Regions from separate parts of the Mus musculus genome. Here all the other regions are linked to region 4. Evidence: chromatin contacts called from public HiCAR-type and promoter capture Hi-C data. All regions are on one chromosome and are shown on one strand. Each heading gives the region's core, a stretch centred on a gene start, on an enhancer-like site or on the middle of the called end of the contact. The rest is flanking DNA. Distances are from core to core; before and after follow the strand shown.

The links. Promoter capture Hi-C pulls out the DNA fragments that hold promoters and counts their contacts. HiCAR-type assays count read pairs that join an accessible place to other places.
Region 1: a contact with region 4 is called in a promoter capture Hi-C map of liver, with 3 times the contacts expected there. The contact joins the enhancer-like site here to the promoter of Vapa in region 4. A contact is called at or near these places in 2 of 39 promoter capture datasets (liver and pre-B cells) and 3 of 115 datasets of contacts at active chromatin or transcription factors (bone marrow-derived dendritic cells, embryonic forebrain and large pre-B cells).
Region 2: a contact with region 4 is called in a promoter capture Hi-C map of pre-B cells, with 8 times the contacts expected there. The contact joins the promoter of Efna5 here to the promoter of Vapa in region 4. A contact is called at or near these places in 2 of 39 promoter capture datasets (hippocampal neurons and pre-B cells) and 1 of 484 Hi-C or Micro-C datasets (embryonic stem cells).
Region 3: a HiCAR-type map of astrocytes shows a contact between it and region 4, with 10 times the contacts expected there. The contact joins the promoter of Fbxl17 here to the promoter of Vapa in region 4. A contact is called at or near these places in 12 of 39 promoter capture datasets (the 3T3-L1 cell line, 3T3-L1-derived adipocytes, cranial neural crest and 7 more), 7 of 484 Hi-C or Micro-C datasets (CD4 T cells, CD8 T cells, double positive thymocytes and 2 more), 14 of 115 datasets of contacts at active chromatin or transcription factors (the SCID.adh cell line, T-cell acute lymphoblastic leukemia, astrocytes and 11 more) and 3 of 9 other capture datasets (adipose tissue, embryonic stem cells and liver).

What each region holds. Positions count from the first base shown.
Region 1 is chr17:63,360,149-63,363,785 of GRCm38.p6, forward strand. All of the region lies in intron 5 of Fbxl17 (F-box and leucine-rich repeat protein 17), which reads right to left. Among named protein-coding and RNA genes, the nearest start is that of 4930405O22Rik, 49 kb to the left of the region's middle. Within about 2 kb of position 2,238, at least 26 of the 459 cell types and tissues checked have an H3K27ac peak or open chromatin away from gene starts, as enhancers often do. A contact at or near this core is called in liver, where this site is marked.
Region 2 is chr17:62,879,456-62,882,607 of GRCm38.p6, forward strand. Efna5 (ephrin A5) reads right to left here and starts at 1,862. Exons shown (of 5, transcript NM_207654.2): 1 at 1,551-1,862. The coding sequence starts at 1,675.
Region 3 is chr17:63,499,067-63,502,226 of GRCm38.p6, forward strand. Fbxl17 (F-box and leucine-rich repeat protein 17) reads right to left here and starts at 1,514. Exons shown (of 9, transcript NM_015794.1): 1 at 1-1,514. The coding sequence starts at 951.
Region 4 is chr17:65,612,135-65,615,738 of GRCm38.p6, forward strand. Vapa (vesicle-associated membrane protein, associated protein A) reads right to left here and starts at 1,421. Exons shown (of 6, transcript NM_013933.3): 1 at 1,086-1,421. The coding sequence starts at 1,164.

The DNA of each region.
Region 1 (3,637 bases), core at 988-3,487, 2.3 Mb before region 4:
GGTTTAAGCAATTCTGCGAAAGTGAATAATGAAAGAAAGATGTTAGCACATCCAAACTATGTTACAGACTTGTAAGACTCCTAAGACATTCTGTAGAACTAACCCACAGCAGGAAAGTGCAACACCAGGCTGAACTATAGGTAACGAAACTCTTGATTTTGACTGACTCTTGAACACTCACAGAGCCACATCCAGGTCCACCTGTTGCAAGGTGGACCAGATGATGGTACCAGGCCACCAGTGCATGTCACTGATTGATATTTACAATCCATAGTGGAGCTAACAGGTATGCCCTGACTCACATGCCAGGGCATGCAAGACAGTATAGACAAACACTGGACACACTAAGGCTCATTGCTTTTATGAGCTGGCAGTCCCTGACTGGTGTATGTTCACATGGCCTTCCTATGATCATTTGACCAACACCTGCAGAACTCTGACAGCATGCAGGGTTGGCTGCAGGACGCTAACCCCCGGGATACCATCAGAAGACACAGACCCAGCATCTCTACAGGCTTGGCATTTTAGTCAGAACTCACAAACAGCCCTGTCAAATTCATCACATTCATTTGCTTGCTGGGAAACATTTCAACAGTGCCCTCCAGTGCTTCATTAAAAGCTACCTGAAATAATCCCACATAGTCTAAAACAGATAATTACATCTAGAGAAACTGACATCTTAATTAAGCCTGCTTTCCTTATAATTCACCAGTAGTCTTGGGGTACACAAATCCCAAAGGATTTGAGTAAGCAAAGCCTTTCCACCCCAGCATTTTCAGACACAGGGTGAGACATTAAAAAAAAAAGTCAGAATGCAAAATTTAATAACCACTTTTCAGTTTAATACTGCACTGTTCAAAAGAAATTAGCTTGCAGCCATTCACATTGAAAGACAAAAATTAGTGGATGATTGGTATGTCCAGGTCTGTGTTTAAATATAAAATGAGAAACTCAAACATTACCTAGGAAACATGGAATACGAGGAATACAAAGATGTCTCCAAATGTCTTCAATTTTCCTTAAGACCAAGAAAAGATGAAAAAAAAAGGAAAAGAAAAACAGGGAAGGGCACAAGTGGAAGCCCAGATAGGAGGATAAAAATATACACACAGGGAGAGAGAAAGGGAGGGAGGAAAGAAGGGAGGAAGGGAGAGAGGGAGGGAGGGAGGAAAAAGGGGGGAAGAAGGGAGGAAGAAGGGAGGGAAGGAGCAGGGGCTGGCCACATTGTACAAGATGACTATGGTGAATGAAACAAGGAGACACAGAGTGTGTTCCCACAAGCCAAATAGATAAATACGTTTAAGTGACAATTAGTTTCTAAAACTTTAAAGGCTTTACCAATACTAGATTTATTAGGAGCAAGCAATCAGTTATAATAAAACTGGGGAATAAAATCAAGGTTAAGACTGAATGCCTTACTAATGGCTACCAGAACTTCGGAGATCATACACATGGCCAGTCTTCAAGAAGCCTCTGAAGATGGAAGCCAAGGTAAAGTTCAAGGGTACAGGCCGCGTGGGCTAAAGGAAGGCATCATGAGGAAAGAACCGACTGTGTCACAGATCCTGAAGAGTAAAGTCACAAAATTAGAAACGTAGACGGCTGGTAACAGAAGGAGAAAACAGAGGCCATCTATCTAACAACTGCACCAGAGACCAGAGCAGCTCACAGAGCGCACTCTGTTCCGCACTCGGTTCAAGTGTGGCAATGCTGTACACAGTACCAAAGGATCAAAATGTCGCGTTCTTGACCTTTGGACAGACCCTTCCCATTACAACATGGAGCTGGGAGCAGCAGGGTGAAATCGGAAGGCTTTTAAATCACCTGTTAGTAAAGTGGAACTGCCTGGTTTCTTTGGAGACTCAGGTTATAATGCTGTTTTGCTGGGGCAGACAGGTGAAAGAATGTTTTGTAAAGCAAAGAAGTTAAAGAATGTTTTGCTGAAGCTGACACGGGTGAATGTTTTGCTACAGCAAACACGTAAAAGTACACATGATATTTAGAAAGAATATAAATCTGACCCACAGACAGTGAGAGTGAGCACTGGTTCACTTTGCTTCACCGTGCTAGTCTTAGTTGATGACACACATAGACTGGTTACCCTTACCCTATGTTGCTGAGCTTCACTCTAATGATTTCATAGAAAACAAAGAACTTCCTGTGAGGTTCCAGCAGCTTCTTACCACTTCAGCAGACTTGGCGCAGCTGGCAAGCCTTGAGGTTTCCTCTCAGTTGAATGGCCTTGCTGATTCATGTGTAGTGTCTGCCGAGCAGACTGCAGCTGCTGACTTGTATGTGGTGTCTGCTGGAGCCTTGTGGCTTCTTCTGAATTGCACTCCCTTGCTGATTCCTGTTTGGTGTTTGCTAGTAGACTGAACTAAGAACAAGGACATTTGGAACTCCCTAATGAATTATTTCTAAACAGGTCCATTTCCCCCATATCCTAATAACCTTTCTTTTCTACTACCTCTGGTAAGTAGGTGTACTGGCTAGTTTTGTGTCAACTTGACAGAGGCTGGAGTTATCACAGAGAAAGGAGCTTCACTTGGGGAAAATCCAGCTGCAAGCACTATTTCTCAATTAGTGGTCAAGGGGAAAGGTCCCCTTGTGAATGGTGCCATCCCTGGGCTGGTAGTCTTGGGTTCTATAAGGGAGCAGGCTGAGCAAGCCAGGGAAAGCAAGCCAGTAAAGAACATCCTTCCAGGGTCTCTGCATCAGCTCCTGCTTCCTGACCTGCTTGAGTTCCAGTCCTGACTTCCTTGGTGATGAACAACAGTATGGAAGTGTAAGCCAAATAAACCCTTTTCTCCCCAACTTGCTTCTTGGTCATGATGTTTGTGCAGGAATAGAAACCCTGACTAAGACAGTAGGCTAGAGGGAAGGTTGAACCCTTACTAAAGTAGGTTGTGAAAAATATATGCCTGCATTTTAGTTTGGCACAAACAGTGAGTGAGAATCACTACGTGTAAAACCAAGACTTCCAGGATCTTGTAATCTATAGCAAGACTATGGCAGTGCTCAGGCATGTCATATTCCTTTTTGACCTGTTTTTTATTTTTTTTTATCTTTTTCTTTTTCCATTGAGATTATAATTGAATCATATCTTCATCTAAACCTATTTGTTCTTTCAAATTCACATGCCTCTTTTTTTTTCCTTCCATTAAGTGTTGCTGGATGCATTTATATCCTTACACCCACAGGTAGGTATAGTCACTTCATCAGGAAAACTTCTCTTTGCAACACATGGAGTCCTCTACCAGAAAGCACAACCAATCAGAATACAGAGCTGTGGAGCCCAGATCCAGTAGACACATCTATGGAGCACTCCCTCACCTAAGGCTCAGGGAACATTACAGAAGACAGGCCAGAAAGACCGCAAGAACCAGAGGATCAGGGAGGATGTGAAGCATCGTCTCCTCATAACATCCAAAGCTACATCCACAAAGTCTCACTAGCCGGACAGCCCAAACACAGCCTCAACAAGGACATGCGAAGTGGATAGGGGGAGCTGATGAGGCCACAGCCCTACACACGGACTCCAGGCAAATAAAGTGTGTTCCCCAGGGAAGAGCATGCCAACTGACAACTGCTGCCTTTGCCAGCCTGGCCTTCCATCTCCTTGGAGGCTGGATTCTGC
Region 2 (3,152 bases), core at 612-3,111, 2.7 Mb before region 4:
CGCAAACTTTCAAGGATGAGCTAGGCAAGCACTTTAGGCTACCTGGGTGTGACTGGGCCGGCCGGAGTAACAGGGTGGGGCGATTTCTCCCTAGGATGGGCAATCATGAGCGTTCCTGGAGAAATCAGCTCTTCATCCCAGCTGACCCTTGACAACCGGGAAAACCTCTGAATTCATAACAGAGGGAAAGCTGGAGGCGCTAGAAAGGGCTGGTGGGAAACTGAATTGTAGGCGTCCGCCGGCCCCCTCGCCTAGAGCTTTAGATGCGCCACAACCACAGGCTCAGTCCTCGGTCTCCCGCCTCTTTCCTCACAACTTCCACTTCAGCCCAGAGAAAAACCTGTGATCCTAGGTACAAGCGACACTGCCTCCCTCCCAGAACAACACACCAATACTACCAGCCCACAGCTGAAAGCAGAGCGATGTGGGCCCAGCGGGACCGACTGCTGGGTCCAGATCCGGGAGAAAGTAAGGTTTGGGAGCAGCCCGGACCAGAAAGGGTCTGCCTGGTGCTGTGGACGACCCTCCTCCCCTCTCCGGGGTCCAGGATCGCAGGGTGGCTGCGGCAAGCTAGGGCCCAGAGCGTGCGCTAAGGAAGTCCCCGGCGCCCGCTTCCAGCCTCCCGCCAAGCCCGCAGGCTTTGGGGTCGCCTAGACGCTGTCGCAGGTAACCACGCGCGTCCCTCCAGCTGCACAGCGCCAGGCCCCGGGGCGAAGGCTCCCACCTTCCGGCTTGCCAACTCCAGCGGCTCGCTCTGCACTCGTGACGTAACCCGGCATTCGATCAAACTTTCTGGCACCTTAAGCCCACTGGGGGGGAAAGGAGGGTGCCCGAGCTGGGAGAATCCTTTCCAGGGCCAAGCGCGATGGGCCTAGACCGACTTGGCGGTGTGTGTGTGGGGGGGGGGGGGGTCACCTAACAGTTATCTCGCAGTTAAAAAGAACATTAAACCCTAAAGCTTCCGCTTTCCACTCACCCATCCCTCCAACCCCCCTTTGCTTCCCTCTAACCGGTACGCGCTCTCTCTATGCGCGCAAGGAGGTAAAAGAAGGCATTATGTTTAAGTAAAAATTTTAAAATTAAAAAAAAAAGAAAACTTTGATGCTATCTATCAGGATCCCGGCCTCAGCCCCGCGCCCCCCAGGCTCCAGGGAGGACCTCTTGGCAGTACGCACCCGAGGCTACCAGCACCCAAGCTCTAAGCCGGGATCCGGAGGTGCGGGCCAATCTCCCCGACTGGGAAGCGATGGCCCGGGTCCGGGGCTCCCGCCCATTCCCGTGTCTTCCCCGCACCCGGTCGGAGGCAGCGGCTCCGCGCAGCCCTGGGGATTGCTAGCAGCCGCCGGCCCTGCCGCCCTGGCTTAACAAAGAGCGGCGCGGAGCGAGCGCTTCCCGCCGGCGCCGGGCGGCCAGCGGCGTCTGGCGACGCAGGCTCCGAGGGCGCGCGCTGCCTGCGGCTGGTGCGCGCCGCTCCCGGCCGCCGTGTCCCCTGCTCCCGGCCCAGGCCCGCGGAGCCCGAGCTTTTGGCGCCCCCGCCCCGGCCACCTTACCTGGGGTTGCTGCTGTTCCAGTAGACGGCGTAGCGGTCGGCGACGACTTTGGAGCCCGGGTCCTGGCTGAACACACACATCCAGAGCACCAGAAAGAGCAGCGTCAACATCTCCACGTGCAACATCACGCCTAGCCAGCGGCGGAGCCCCCGACGCGCCACTCCGGGGAGAGATCGGGGATCCAGGGGGAGGGAGGGAGAGGGGCAGACGAAGAGAGCGGACGCCAAATAAATAGGAATAAATACGATGAAGGGGCGAGAGGCGCGCGGCGAGCGCGGGAGGAAGAGGAAGAGGAGAGAGAGAAGAAGGAGGCAGTGGCTGGGGCGGGGGGACAAACTCGCACCCCCACTGAAGGGCTCGGGAGGGGAGAAGAATCACAAGACGGAGAGACGCGTGCGTGTGTGCGGTGGCGGCGGCGAGGGCGGGGGTAGGGGTGCGGAGCTGTGTCTCGGGCGGCGGCTGCAAGCCGGTCACCCCGGGAGAGGGAGGTGCGTGCGGGGCCGGGCGGCGGCAGCGCGGGTCGGGGCAGGCGGCGGCGCGCGCTGCACAGTCACGGGGAGTTGAGCGCCGCGGCTGCGGGGAGACATACACCGGCCCGCCGGGCCCGGCTCAGTGTCGGCGCCGCGGTCTGCACGGGCTTCCTCCGCCGCGCTGGGCCCTCACCGTGCGCCCCGCTTTGTTCCAAGTTACTTTGGCGGCCGGAGAGAAACTGCAGGAGGAGGGCGCTGTGTGGAGGGGGGCGGGGGGGGGGGCGTCCTCACACTGGTGTCCCCAGGAGGCTGGAAGCAGTCCGGAGCCTCCCTTCTGTGCCTTGGCCAGGCGACCCCCCGCAAGGCTCGCAGGAGTCCTGTGGACTGCGGTACCCGGAGGTGCGCAGAGAAGAGTGGCGATCTGGATCCGCAAGCCCGGCTCTGCCGGAGTCCTGGAACTGCCCAAAGCCGCAGCCGAGCGCTCAGGCGAGGAGAGGAGGAGCGGGTCTTGCTTCGGAAAAGGCTCCAAGAAAAGTTTGGCTCTTCACGTCTTCCAGCAGGTCCCCAAAGGAGTCCGACCGCAGAGGCAGAGCGAGATGGCACCCCCGGGCGCTGGCTGAGTCGGGGATTTCTCCTGCTAGCTTGTCTTGGCCGGGTGTGGGTGCCGCGGAGTGAATGAAGAGCAGAGGTTGTGAACCAGCCAGCCAGGCGGGGCCGGGATGCCCAAACCTGCAGGGCGACGCCAAGCCAACTGCCGGGCTGAGAAGCGAGAGGGGAAACAATCACTTTCGGATGGAGCCCTCCAAGTCCGGGATGGGCTGATGACAGTCTCCGTTCGCCTTCCGGGAGAGAGGCTGAACCCCCGCACGGCGTGCCCAGAGCCCCGGGGGGGAGCTCTCAGAAGTGTCCCTGGGACTCGGACCTCTCCGGCCCCAACCCCAGCAACTTGTAGAGATTCATCAATCAGTTTGAAACCGGGAGGGAAAAAGGGAGAGGGAGCACACGCGAGCTGCTGGCACCTCCCCGATGACTACATCAGAAAACCTTCCCGATCCGGAGCTGCCTCCTCCTTCCCTCCTTAGGCACAGCAGTAACGAGAGGTGAAAGCCACCGACCGAATCCTAAAACCTCT
Region 3 (3,160 bases), core at 264-2,763, 2.1 Mb before region 4:
CTCGGGGGGCGGCTCCCTGTGACAGTCGCAGGGGTTTTCGGGGGGCTCCTGACAGTCCGCGTCGCCGCTCTCGGGCTGCTGCTGGGCAGACGAGGGGGCGGTGCCCCCGGCTCGGACTGTGTCCCCGGCGGCGGCCACGATGGGGGCACACTCTGAGGCGGGAGAGGCGGGCGCGGGGCAGAGCGGCGGCGGGGGCTGCTCCGGGGCCTGGCAGCAGCCGGCATCGGGCGGCCGCGGCGGCGAGGCACCTCCTCCCGCGGGCCCTCCCCCGCCGCCGCCGCCCCCGCCGCAGCCCCCGCAGCCGCAACGGGGCTGCTTGCAGGGGGTGCAGGCGGGGACCCCGGCCCCTTTCCGCTTGCAAACCATCTCGAGGGCCGTGGCGGGCTCGGCCTGCGGCGGCGGCGCCGGCGGTGCCCGGAAGAGCTGCACGGCGGCCAGCGGTCCCAGGAAGCGCACGGGCCCCACGCCGGCCAGGAAGAGGCTCCGGCCCTGCTGCTCCCAGGCGGCGGCGGCGGCCAGCCCCAGCTCCTTGCAGCAGGACGCGGGCGACGAGGCAGCGGCGGCGGCGGCGGCGGCCGAGGACAGCAGGAAGCGGCGTGCGGCGGCGGCGCAGTCCTCGGCGGCCAGGGCCGCGTAGCGCCGCGCCAAGTGCTGCGAGGAGACGGCGGCGTAGGCCCCGTCCCGCGGCGGCGGCGGCGGTGGCGAGAGCGGCGGCTCCTCCTCTAGGCCGGCGGAGGCGGGCGCGCCGGGGCTGTGCACGATGAAGCAGAGCATGCAGGGCCCGCGGAAGAAGCAGTCCCGGCTCCGGGGCGCCGCGGGCTGCGGGGACGCCTTGGCCAGAGCCCGGCGGGGCAGTCTGAGGAGAGGGCGCCGGCGGCGACACCAGCTGCAGCAGCGAGGCCTCTTCTGGCTCGGGCGGTTACGCGGCTCCTTCGAGAGAAGGTGGCCCATATAGAAGGCCCCGAGGAGGGCGACCGGGACGGGGCGGGAGAGGGAGGCCCGAGGGGCGGGCTCCGGCGGCGGGGCAGGCCGCTGGCTGGGTCGCCCGCGCCGCGCACCCGGCACACGCGACGGCGGGGGTGGGCGTCAGCTGCGGGCCGCCCGGGTGCCCGACGCGGGCTACATGCTTTGCCCCCCGGGGAGCCGGGAGGAGGACGGGCGCGAGCTGTGGGGACGCGAGGGAGGGAAGCGAGTCTGCCGGCCAGGCCAGCCGGTTCAGTCAGTCAGCGCCGCGGCGGGGGCAGCGCGGGCCCGACTCGGACCATTTTAACTGCGGCTGGGCCGGCGGCGCGCGAGCCCGCGACACGGCCCGTCGCCGCGGGAGCGCGCCGCCCGCTCCGGGAGGGGGCGGAGCCGCCCGCGGGGGCGCGCGGGTCTCACCCAGGGGCGGGAGCGCCGCCGGGGGAGAAGCGGGGACCTCGGGGCTGCGCGCTGACGGGGCCGCGCACTCCCTCCGGCTGCACACGGAGGTGGCCTGGACGCCTCCGGGCTCACGCCCCTCTCCCGAAGCGGATGGAGACGCTTCCGAGCCAGCTGGGTGACATCCGTTTCCACGGCCGCGCTGACGTCTGGAGGTGTAAGTTCAAGAGCTGCCATTGGCCAGGCTCAGCTTGGCTCTTCCCCTTCACTTCCCACCCCACCATCGCCCTGACTCGGAAACTGAGGCCAATTGAGAACGGAAGAACCAGTTCCACCTGAGAGGCCTGAGCCCTTGGGTGATGGGTGACAGTCCAGTAAGGATCCGTTAGCTAGGTGACTACACTGATTCTACTCCTGTGTCTAGGCACCTGTTGCATACTGCTGCCTTTGCACACAATTGCGGGCTGAAAACATGTATCACGCTGAAAACAGGTATACACGCTGGAAAAAACACTCCAACATTCCAGGCTCCAAGCTCAATGTTACTGTTGTTTGACACCTTGAAATCCAGTCTGTCCACTCTGTGAATATTAGTGTGGTGCCCTTAGGACAGACTTTGGTGGCTAAGGTGGGGAACTAAAACATGCAAGTTGATCAGACTTCAGAAGTCTTAAGTTACAGTGATGACACAGGTTCTCGGATGGGGAGAGGTCAGCTTTCACAGGGGAGAAGGTAGGGAAAGTTAGTTGTCTTAGTCTCTTCTGCTGCTATAACAATGCTACATACAACAGTAAACTATGAAGAAGTTTATCTCGCTCTGGAGGCTTTGGAAAGTAGAATAACATGCAGTGTCAGCTAAGTGGCAGGGTAAAAGCGCCGGAAACTGTCTATCATTTTTTATCGGGAACCTACTCTTGTGGTAACAATTTGTTCCTGGAGGGCGGAACTCTAGTGTCCTCATCACCTCTTAAAGGACCCCCTTAGGAATGTTGCATGCATACTGTTAACAGTAGCAAATTTCAGGGTAAGTTTTGGAGGGAACTTTGAAACCATGCTAAGAGTCCAAAGCAGTGGATCAGGCAGTGGAGAGGACTTTAGAAAAAGTGTCAGTGGGGGGAGTGGCAGAAAAGAAACAAAGGCTGCGAAGAAATGAGGTGATTTGTTTCTGGCAGTTTCTACTCTTCATTAAAAGAAGCCCCACCCCTCCCTGCTGAAGAATATACTCCCTGGGTATATTCAAAAGCTACCGGGGAGAGAGTTGAGGATATCAGAATTTCAAAAACCAATGGGAAAAAGATTTGTCCAGATATTCACATATTTGTTACTCTCAAATGTGCTGTCTGAACTCCTTCACCTACGGATATCCCCCACATGCCCATGGTTCTTCTGCCTGTAATCGAGGAAAGGGTCTTCCAGGCTCTCAGAGCTCCATTCGTGAATCGTCAAGTTATGGCCATCTCGGCTTGGCTCTTTTCTAGAGCAAATGAAGCTAAAATTGTGCAGAAAGTACAGCCCTGTCAGTTTCTTGTAAGTCAAGCATTCGTCTACCCTTTGGCACATAAAGACCCACATCTTGTGTTCACCAAGAGAAATAAAGTCCTGTCTGCAAAAAGACTTGTATGGAAACGCAAATGTACTGATGAGAGCAAAACTCTCAAGGAGCCCAGATGTCTGTCAGTGGGAGAATGAGGAAGCTGGAATATTCAGTGCACCACTACTCTTGAATTAAAAATAAAATAGAATATGAATGGATCTCATAAATGTGTGTTGAATCAGACTGTGGAGTTAGAAACGAGAATGC
Region 4 (3,604 bases), core at 171-2,670:
GTACTGGAATCGATGTGCGCCTAAGGAAAATTGTTTTCATCAGTTCCTGAAATTAAAACGCAAGGTATTAACTTTCGGGGGGGGGGGAGGGGGGCACTTTACATTTAAAGATAGGAAGGATCACGTTTTCTCTTTAGCTCCATTCTTTTGGTTCTCCTTAAAATAAAGTAAATTGTTCTGTGTAACGTTTCGTTTCCTACACACTGAGAAGGCAAACCGCCTTGGATCTGAACAAGAATCACCAAGCCACTGTCTATCACAGTCAATGCTCCAAAGTCAACAGTTCCAGAGCTGTGTGGCACCTTAGCAGCTTTCTCGGGATACGCAGGGAAACCGCAAGCGTAAGCGGGTCACAAACGCTGAAAGAATTCTTCAGTAAAGACAGTGTGCACTCAAGGACTGGGTCCTCCGTACCTAGGGACAATCCGAGCTGACACAAGGGACCCACTACCATTAACCTCTGACCATGCATGCCCCAGCTGACGCACAGCTTTCTGCCGCGCGCCTGGGGGCCGTGCCAACACGCGGGGTCAGTCCCAGCCAGAGACTCTGCTGCCTGGTCTCCCGGCTCAGCCAGAGTCCCGCACCTGACCGGGAAAGACTCCGGGCGAGGCCGCGACCGTGAACGCCTCCTCGCCCGCGGCGGACCGCGCCTGCCCAAAGCCGCCGAACGGCGCCCACTGGCGCCCGCCGACTAGGGAGCTCCGGCTCCCAGTCGCCCTCCCGCACCGCCCGACCGCACCGCGCCGCGCCGCGGCCGCCCCTGGGGCAAGGACGCCATGCGGGCCGGCGGGCAAGGCGCGGGCGGGCTCCCACGGCGCCCCCGCGGGGCCGCAAGATGGCGGCGGAGCCCTCCGCGGCGCCCGGCGGCTCCCTCCCCTCCCCTCCGCAGCGCAGCCCAGCCCGGCCCGGCCCGGCCCGGCAGCGGCGGACGGCGAGGCGCGGGGCCGAGGGACGCAGCGGGGCCGCGGCTCCGACGCTCGGCCGGGGCGTGGGGGAGGGGAGCACGGCCCGGCCACCCCGCCGCCGCCCGCCAGCCCCAGCCCCAGCCTCAGCTCCGCTCCGGAGCGTCCCAGCCAGCCTACCTTTGAATTTGAGGTCTGAAGGAGGGTCGAGGACCAGGATCTGCTCGTGCTTCGCCATGGCCCCGGAGGCGGACGCCATAGGAGACAGCGCAGCGCAGAGCGGGGGCGCGCCCGCGGCGGCGGTTCGCTGGCGGGGGCGAGGGGACGGTGGCGGCGCCGGCTCCGCGGAGCTCTAGGACGGGGCCAGGCTCACGATTCCCGAAGCTCCGCGCCTGCTGCCGGGCCGCGGGGGTCCCGAGGGCAGCCTGTCCGCTCAGCAGCTCCGGGTGTCACAACTGACTCAACCCCACACCAGCCGCCGCGGCCACGCGCACTGCGATCCTCGGCGCCCCACGTGACGGGCCCTACGTGCCTACGTGCGCGCCCCCGCGGCCTGGAGCCCTCGTGCTGGCCCCGCCCTCCGGGCCTAACTGGGGGGTGGGAGGGGTCAACGCTGAGCTAGTGCGCCTGCGCACCTCCGACTTGGCCGCAGCTCCGGGCGCCGCGCCGCTGTCAATCTCCGTAGAGCAGGGTCGGGGGGGCGGAGCGGGGCTCTTTGCGGGGAGACGCGGTGCACGGCGCCCCGGGAAGGGGGTGTCGTTCTTGGGGCCCTGGAGCTGCGAGTGCGGGGCTGGAGCGCCGACTACGACGCTACCTCACGGCGTTCCAAGTGGAATTCCGAACGGAAGAGAGTCATGAAGCGCCGGGTACCTCGACTCCCAGCATGCCCTGTGCGGGCGGCGCCTCCGCGGTGGCTGCTGGGAACCGGGAAGGCGACCTGGGTCCGTTGGAGGCGAGTGGGTGGGGCCGCTGACGCGGCTTTTGGCTCGCCGAGGGCGTCTTGTCTGCCCTGGAAAAGAGAAGGGTTTTTGCAGGCTGCCTGGAAGCCAGGCATCCCAGGAGAGACCGCCCTTTGGGAGAGCGGCAGGGCGTGTCCCTCTGGTCTGCTGGGGATTCCTTCCGCCCTCAGCGAACGTGCGCTCCGTTCTGCCTGCTGTTCCAAGACTGCCTCCTCCCCATCTCCCTCCTGCCCAGCCAAAGGAAACACATCTCGCTCACAAGCGAACGAGTTCCAGGGGAAATCTGTGCCAGGCACAGTTTCTCTACAAGGGTAGAAACGAAATCTCTGTTCCTACAGCGTGGAGTTCACGTGCTGTATCTACAGTGTGGTTCACTTCAAACTCATACCCAAATCTGTTTGCCACATTCTCGTGCTAGGGACGAATTTTATCTGTATCACTTAGGAGAGCCTGTACCAAATGAGAAAAAAAAAAAAAAATGCCAAGCAAGTTGCTGACAGATATTCAGCCCCTTGCCAGGGTATCCAGGGACGGGAAGAGCAAACAAAACAAATGGATGTGCTGTAAAAACCTTTATTGTGTCCTATGGTGCTGCTTGAATTTAAATCTCTAGGAAGCTCCGTGCGAAACAAAGCACATATTCATGCTTCTGCCACGAAAAGGCACTCTAGATTGCTTGGAAGTAAATGTCGAAATGAGCAGTCTAGAATACAGCTAATTAGACTTTTTCAACTTGCCGCCCCGACACCTGAAAAACTTTCATGCCACTCGAGGTATATAGGATATAATAGTGGTATAAAGCAAACATTGGTCGTTTAAAAAAAAAAGTTTGTTTTCTTTCTTTGAATGCTTACTTTGTATCCTAACCTAAAAAATGAATTTTGAAAAGAAGCAGACCAAAAATCCATTTAAGACAAAAGCAAGCTTGTATGCAAACGAGATGGATTTCCTTGTTCATCTCTACGTAAAAATTATTTATTCTTGGCTGAATATTTGATATTGCTAAACACAACATTGTCAACTTTTTTTGTAATTGATTGCTATTTTGATTTTATAATTACCAATGCTGAGAATCATTTTATATAAATACCTAGTGCAAAGTGGCAAAAAAATAGATTTGGAAACATTTCAAAAATAGTTGGAAATTCTATCCCAATCACCAGCCAAAATTTTCGTGTGATTTTTTTAATGAAGTGCAAATCAGTAACTCAAACTGCAATTTTAAAATAAAAAATTCTAACACAATGCAATCCCAAGATGTATAAATTTAACATGTGCTAAGAAACAATAACAAGAAAATATTATCTTTTTTCCTTAATTAAACCATTATGTCTTTGAAGAGTAGAAGTCTAGGAGCAGAAAAGCTGCCTCAGCGGTTAAAAGCACATACTGCTCTTGCAGAAGACTTGAATTTTGTTCCCAGCACCCATAGCAGGCTGCTCACATCTACCTGAAACTCCAACTCCAGGGACAGCCAATGCCTCTGGCCACTGGAGAGTACTTGCACTCATGCACAGATCCTAACAAGTATACGTAATTAAAAATAATCTCTTCAAAGACTAGAAAACTGTACAATAAGAGAGCACTGCAGTTCATATCTGAGCCAAGGTGTTTCAGGCAGCATCAGTAGCCTTATGTGGCCAGACAGCACATAAAGAACAAAGTATACATGACGTGTTCAGAACCAGGGCTACAGTGAGAACCCACAGTGCAGCCCGGGTGAGCCCCTACACAAATCCT